Linked DNA regions of Aedes aegypti: region 2 is linked to region 1. A link is a contact called in public Hi-C data. All regions are on one chromosome and are shown on one strand. The core of a region is the stretch at or near the end of the contact, and the rest is flanking DNA. Distances in the headings are between cores, read along the strand shown.

Region 1 (3,451 bases), core at 380-2,879:
CCTGTCTGCAACATGAATCAATCTCTAACTAAGACTACAAAGACTATGGTTCTGAGTAATCAAATGAAATTCCTGTTATTGCGTGTGCTTTAACAAATTCCTAGACATTTGGGTTCTACGATTACAAAATGAATTTACGAAAAAAAACAGTAATTGCATCAAGTAGCTGATTGTTCTTTTACAAAAGTTGAGTTGAATGATAATCCGGTGAACTTCTTGAAAATCAGCTTATTGCAACAAGTTTGTTAAGAGACATGATACATTTCCGACATGGAGTTATAATCAAAAATAAGCAGATTCGAAGGAAATTAGGGAACGACCTTCTTTCGATGAATCGGTCTCATTTGTTTCCTCTATTTTTCATTCCAGTTTAAAAATATATTTTTTATTTAAAAGCCAAATCAGTTTTTATGAAAATATTTTCTTTTCTCCAAAAATTACACTGTAACTATATTTTTATTGATAACATTTCAGTTTTGAAATAGGAAACTGCTTTCGAAGTTTTTAAGATGACATGACCCTACTAATGACTTTTACATAAACGACCGAATTGCTCACCTTTTAAAAATTCGTAAAAGGTACTTTATTGTTCAATCTTGTTTGCATACGAACCTAAAATTTTTCTCAACAGGGTTTCAAAAATTAGAATTTGATGAAAGTAATGTTTTGTACATGATTAATCACAATTTCGACAAATTGAGTTTAATTCTCCCTAAAAGAGTATATTATATCTCCGCTACTAAACTCTATGTTCAATGTAACTACATCTAATCATGATCCAAAAATGCATTCATTTCCTTAAAAAATTCACAATCCAATAAAAACAACGACCCAATCCTTCAATCAAACGGCTCAATCTTTCCGCGCCTGAGGTCATCGACCCCTTGCGCTTTATTCCGTCTCAGCTGAGAAAAAGAATTCTCCACATTTTTCTGGCAAAGTACCTCATCCCCAAGCAAGCATTCCGCGTGTAACGTTTGACAATAATTCATCTGTCGTACACCCATCACAATTAAATCCACCAAAAATAGTCCTCTTCCCCCGCCAATAAATCACAGAAGAAAAATTCTCACGTTATTCCGCCGCTCCTCTTCGCCCAACGATAACGACGAACGGTTCAAGCCAAGAATCAACACCACGACGACGACGGCGAAGACAACTCCAACGACGAAGAAGCAGCAGCAGAATGACCGACAGACCGACACCGACACCATCGGGCAAGAGCGTCGTTCCCGCTCTCTGATTCTCTGTTTTGCTTCAGTTCAATAACCTATTGCGCTTCGCTCAGCCGTTCTCCCGTCTCGTTCTGTTCCCGAGACTCGCACCGCGGGAACGTGTCCGCTTCACCCGTCCCGCTCTGGCGCGTATGGTTGTGTCCGACTGGGTCGTTCGTTCACACCAACCAGCACCGTCGTCGTCGTCGACGACGAAAGGTAACGGTCGGTGCTGGAAGGATGACGGGATGGGACGGCCGCGGTTCTCCCGCATTTTGGCCGCACGCCGTAATATTCTCGAAGCGCTCACGCTCACACATTCTGTGAGTGCGACGGGACGCCGCCACCATGCTGAGTCTTCTTGTGGCCCACCCACTCCCATTGTTGCGACCGTCGTGCGGGAGCACCGCCGATCTCACCGCTCAGTCGAAACAAGTGTGCTGCACTCCCGACTCGCGGACACTCGCGGTTTGTTGTCATTCCTCGCTGCGGCTGTGAGTGCCACTCGGAATCAGATGTGCTGCAGTCGTCGGTTCGGTACTCTGCGTGCTACGGCGCGAGAGGTTAATGATCCTTGTGTCGTCGTCTTCGCATCGCATCGCATCGGTCGGTTTCGAAGCAGAGAAAGAGGAGGCACATGTGACGTAATCTTTCGCTTTGCACATGATTATCATCATCCTCCTCTCGGACGCTTCTCCTGCTCCGACTGACTTCGATTGCTGCACTCTGGGCCAGAAATTCGAAATTTTAAGTTGAAAGTCCAGAAAATTTTGTTTTTATAACTTGAGTTGTCTGGGATGAGTTTCCCATAATAATTGTGAACATGGGTGATTTTATTTGAATTATTACAGAAATCTAAATACAAACTTTTAAGATCTTTTTTAATTTGAATTTTGTTGATAAGGTAATTCTTCGGCATATTTAAGGGAATTACGGTTTGTGGAGAAAATATCACGAATAATTATTGTGTGTACGTGTTTTGGAACGCAACTTGACAATTCTGATGTAGAAGCATCGTGAATTTAAATTTCTACCATTGAATTTACATCTTTTAGAGACTTGGTCGCTATTTTAATACAGATCTCTACAAATTCTCTAGGGTAGGTGTACCAATTATGGATGCAATATGTCAACAGTATGGATAAAAATCAAGTTTTAACCGCGTTCCTAAAACGTAAGCATGACTTGTTGGTGTTAATTACTAGTTTGAAGCCTTGCGAAGCAGTTGAATTAAACAGTTTTAGTACTAAATTGACTTTAAGCTTTTAAAAAATGGTTTTAAAAAGCGTTGTCTTTGTACCAATTATGGTAATAGAGTTCCTAGCATTCGACATAAAAGTGTCCCAATTATGGACTATCGAATATTTGCACGAAATGAACTCAAACGTCATCCAGAGCGAATGATAATACAACGCTAATAAGTAATGAAGTGATTGCTCATAAAATTTTCCAAAAGTTTTGTGTTAAATACATGTTAAATCAATTTATTGCAATGGGTTCATGGGAGCAAATTAATTTTCGAAAATGAGTCGAAATGTAGTGAAAACGCAAATTATGATGCAAAACAGCATTAATAAACTCACATTACCTATTCAGCGCCTAATTCTAAGGAAAAAAGAGGGAAAATTCAAAAATCGAGTGTCACTGAAAACCCCCCTCTACCATGAAATTAGCATCTTCCGTTGCAAACATTTTCGAACGTGTGATTGAAAAATCATAGCAATTGAATACAAAACATAAAGATAATGCCTTACCGAACCTTCCCGTCGTGGAAGTCACCAGTAAAACAGCTTTACTTCTTTTATTTCACAGATCAAAAAATGTAAACAAACTGCCTCCAGAGTATCGCCATAATTGGGCTCTCATACACTCCTTGTACCAGTTATCGACATAGTGGAAATAACACGATTTCCAGCTTAAAACAGTAGATATGATAGCTCACCAGCTAAATTTATTCATTTGGTCTCACTAGGCAACATACATTATTCGGTTGAAGCAGTTTTTCCGGATGAAAACTTACATTTCGTAAGAGGTGTCCTTTAGCAAACTGTTAAGAAGATGACATATGTGTGAGGCAAAATTTTCAAATGTTCATTTTTCGAAGCTTATTGCACGAATGTTCTTATCAAGGTTTAGTTACCATCAAAAACAAATAGGTTTATCATTCCTATGAATATAAGCCGTTATATTCTAGTGAAACAATAAGAAAAATCTCTTTTTGTTCCCACTATTGCCAT
Region 2 (3,412 bases), core at 890-3,389, 70 kb before region 1:
TCTCAGTTTATAACTGTGGAAGTGCTCATAAGAACACTAATCTGAGAAGCAGGCTTTGTCCCAGTTGGGACGTAACGCCAGAAACAAGACAAGACAAGGTTGACAAACCAACACAGGAAATACATAGAATTATTCGGAGCTCATCCAAGAGTTTCCAAGATTCTTATAAGCTTTACCAAGCTTCTCTGGAAACTTCTTCCAAGCTTTTATAAAGATGGTTTTTAAACTTTTCCAAGCTTCTTGTAGAAGTTATCACAAGCTGAAGCTTTTTTTAATCGTTAAGAAGCTTTTACAAGATTCTTCAAAAAGCTTTTGCAAACATATTTAAATGCTTTTACAAACTTCTTTTGTATGCTTTTCCAAACTTCTATGAGAAATTTCTCTAGTTTCCAACTTTCTAGATGAAGCAATTCCAAGCTTTTAACAGAAATTTCTCCTAGTAACTTTGAGCACATTTCTAAAATTTCTTTGAGAATATGCTCCAAGTTTTTTTGATAAGCATCCACAAGCCTCCTTACAAGCTTTTTTGAATAACTTCCCAAATTTTTTTGAGAAGTTTCCCCAATATTTTTTTTAGAACTTTATCCAAACTTTTTTGAGAAGTTTCCCTAAGCTTATGTGAGAAGTATCCCCAGAGAGCTTTTCAAATTTTATTTGAACAGCTTTCTCACGCTTCTCGTTTCTTTCCACAATACTTTGGAAAGTTTTTTTCTCTTCTATTCATTCAGAATAATGAAATGTTTTCCCATTTTTTGAAAAGATTTTCAAAACTTCTTTGAAAGTTTTTTTTTTCAAGCTGCTTCAATAAGCTTTCCAAATTCTTCTAAGCTTCTAAATGCTTTCAAGATTTTTTTCCAAGCTGCTTTGATGAACTTTTCCAATCTATTTCATTCTTCTGTCAAATGCATTCTTAGCTTTTCCAAGAAGCCCTGAAATGGATTTCTAAATGAAGATGAAGTATTTCCAAGTTTTTAACAAATTTTTTTTCTAGTTACTTTAAGAAACTCTCAAAAAATTCTTCGAGAAGATACTCCAAGCTTTAATGAGAAGCTTCCATAAGCCTATTCGCAAAAATCTTTGGAAAATTTCCTCAAAATTGTTTGAGAAGTTTTTCCAAGCTTCTTCAGAAAAGCTTTTCCAAGTTTCTTTGAACAGCTTTCTCACGCTTTTCGTTTTTATCCTAAGATACTATGGGAAGTTTTTTCGCCTCTATACGGCCCGAATAATGAAATGACTTCCAATTCATTAGAATATTTTTAAAACTTCTTTGAGATTTTTTTCCAGGCTGCTTTGATAAGCTTTTCAAACTCCTCCAGGCTTCTTTCAAATGCATCTCAGCTCTTCAAGAATTTTTCTCAAGCTGCTTTGATAAGCTTTTCCCAACTCTTTAATTCTTCTGGTCAATGCATTCTTAGTCTTATCAAGTAGCCCTGACAGAGCTTCCGAATAAAAACTGTGAGTTTTGTCCAAGAAGCTAAGTATCAAAAAAGTATGATTATAATCTTCTATTGTCAGTCTTAGATCAGGAATTTCCTTTGTACCAATGAAACAATTTCTCTCTCTTTTTTTGAAATGGCTGCTTTTGTAATAAATCTTCTCTTATATTTGTAGCAGCTCTCGAAACCAATACTTTTCAAATAGTACTCACTCCAGCCTATCCACATTTTATCATTTGTAAGCACCCGGCTCCTATGGTAACAAAAAAATAACAACGAAAACATCAAAGCATGCAAAGTGAGTGGTGGGCAAATCCGACTACAGGTATCGAAAGGATCGCTTACTACGATGAGAATCGAAATGATAGAGTAATGAAGGTAAACGACGCCTACTATCAATCGTTATTTGATTAATCTGTAATTATGGTTAAGATTTAAAGATGATTATTCAAAAAAGCTACAATTCTTTAATGAAACTATTGCATTTCTTTCCCAGAAAAATCTCTAGAAATACTCAACGATAAAAACCACCACGTTCTCAGAAGAATTTCTGAGATCATCCAGTAACAGATGAACAATCTTTAAAAAAAATATCTCGAACCTAAAAAAAACAGCAAAACCCAAAGAACCGTACCGAGATGCACATACCATCGCATCATCGCTATGTGCATCGCTCGCTACCCAACTGGCCCCCGTGTCTTCCTCGGCGTGCTCGCGTGTATCGAGCGAGACCGTGTTTGCTTGCAGCAGTGGTGCATCCATCCCCTTACATCATTCGCTCGAGCCGCCGCCGCAACCAACAAAGCACCGTGCCTTCGTTCTTTCCTCTCAGACCGCACCTCCCCACACCTCATACCCCGAACAACGGTACAGAACGAACGAAGAGAAACACCGAGGAGCGCAAAAGTGGGTCACCGTTAACGTTGGGTCAATGCACTTGCGACGGGAACCATCGAGCAGATTCGCCTTGGTTTCGCTCTACACGCAACGCATACCCACACCCACCACTTCTTCCATCGACGAACGACGAAAGAGACGAAGAGCGAAGAAGATCCAACACGATGAGCGCGAGAGCCGATGAGCTCGGCTCTCACTCGGCGACGCACTCTCTGTTTTCGTTCTATGCTTTTGTACTCTCTTTCTTGTCGCGGTCGCTCTTCGCAACGGTGGAGAACAAGAAAGAGAGCGTTTTGATACATTTCGTGATCGCGCTCTCTCTCTCCCGATTAAAGCGTTTCGCTCCTATTGTTGTTGGAGGTTAACAACATTTTATAATGATGATGGGACTATTTGCCTCCTTCTGCTTCCAAGGAATACTTCAGTGCATCAACGCAAATATACCTAACTGTACTCCGGACCCCGACTCCGGAGATGCAGGCAGCTGATGACGACGACGATGATGATGGCACGCGTTAACGATGTGTGTCGGATCGCGAAAGGTGGAGAAGGGGAAGATGCACCGCCTCGTAATGTTTGTTGTACTTTGGTAGCGGTTCTTTTCCAGCTGTAAAGAGGCTAATATAGGAAGTAATTATGGAGCTCGGAGCATTCCGGCTCTTAGATATGGATGAAAGAAGAATAGGGGTGACAAATGCGTGTTCAAAATGATGAAGACTTGGTGAATTTTATTTGTTTATCATAAAACAAAAAAAAGGGTTTTTGAAAGCTGAGATTTTATTAACTTGGAAAAAAAAACTAATTCTCTCAAAAGGTCAACAATGAATCACAAACTAAAAAACACGCCTCACTAACCCGTCAATCCTACGCCAATCCCACAAATCACTGAATCCTACGCAAATTCGGCCCGAAATGGCCTGACCAATCGGTGTCCCATGCAAATTAATTGCACAAAAACCTAGTCTTGCGACGCACACACAAATTCCTCAAGATGGACCTCTACAAGGAGGAAGCGGGACAGCAACAACGAGCGTGTAGATTGCTGCGCAGCATTTGCAAACTGATGATGTCCATCGGAG

Evidence for each region. Hi-C and Micro-C count contacts between places; a contact is called where the count stands out from the background.
Region 2: a contact with region 1 is called in a Hi-C map of whole pupa, with 4 times the contacts expected there. The contact joins two enhancer-like sites. A contact is called at or near these places in 2 of 2 Hi-C or Micro-C datasets (whole body and whole pupa).

Annotation. Positions count from the first base shown.
Region 1 is chr2:357,320,444-357,323,894 of AaegL5.0, reverse strand. All of the region lies in intron 2 of LOC5565997 (probable nuclear hormone receptor HR3), which reads left to right. Among protein-coding and RNA genes, the nearest start is that of LOC5573405, 190 kb to the right of the region's middle. Within about 2 kb of position 1,629, at least 3 of the 3 cell types and tissues checked have open chromatin away from gene starts, as enhancers often do.
Region 2 is chr2:357,390,983-357,394,394 of AaegL5.0, reverse strand. The region is part of intron 2 of LOC5565997 (probable nuclear hormone receptor HR3); the gene reads left to right. Among protein-coding and RNA genes, the nearest start is that of LOC5573405, 260 kb to the right of the region's middle. Within about 2 kb of position 2,139, at least 3 of the 3 cell types and tissues checked have open chromatin away from gene starts, as enhancers often do.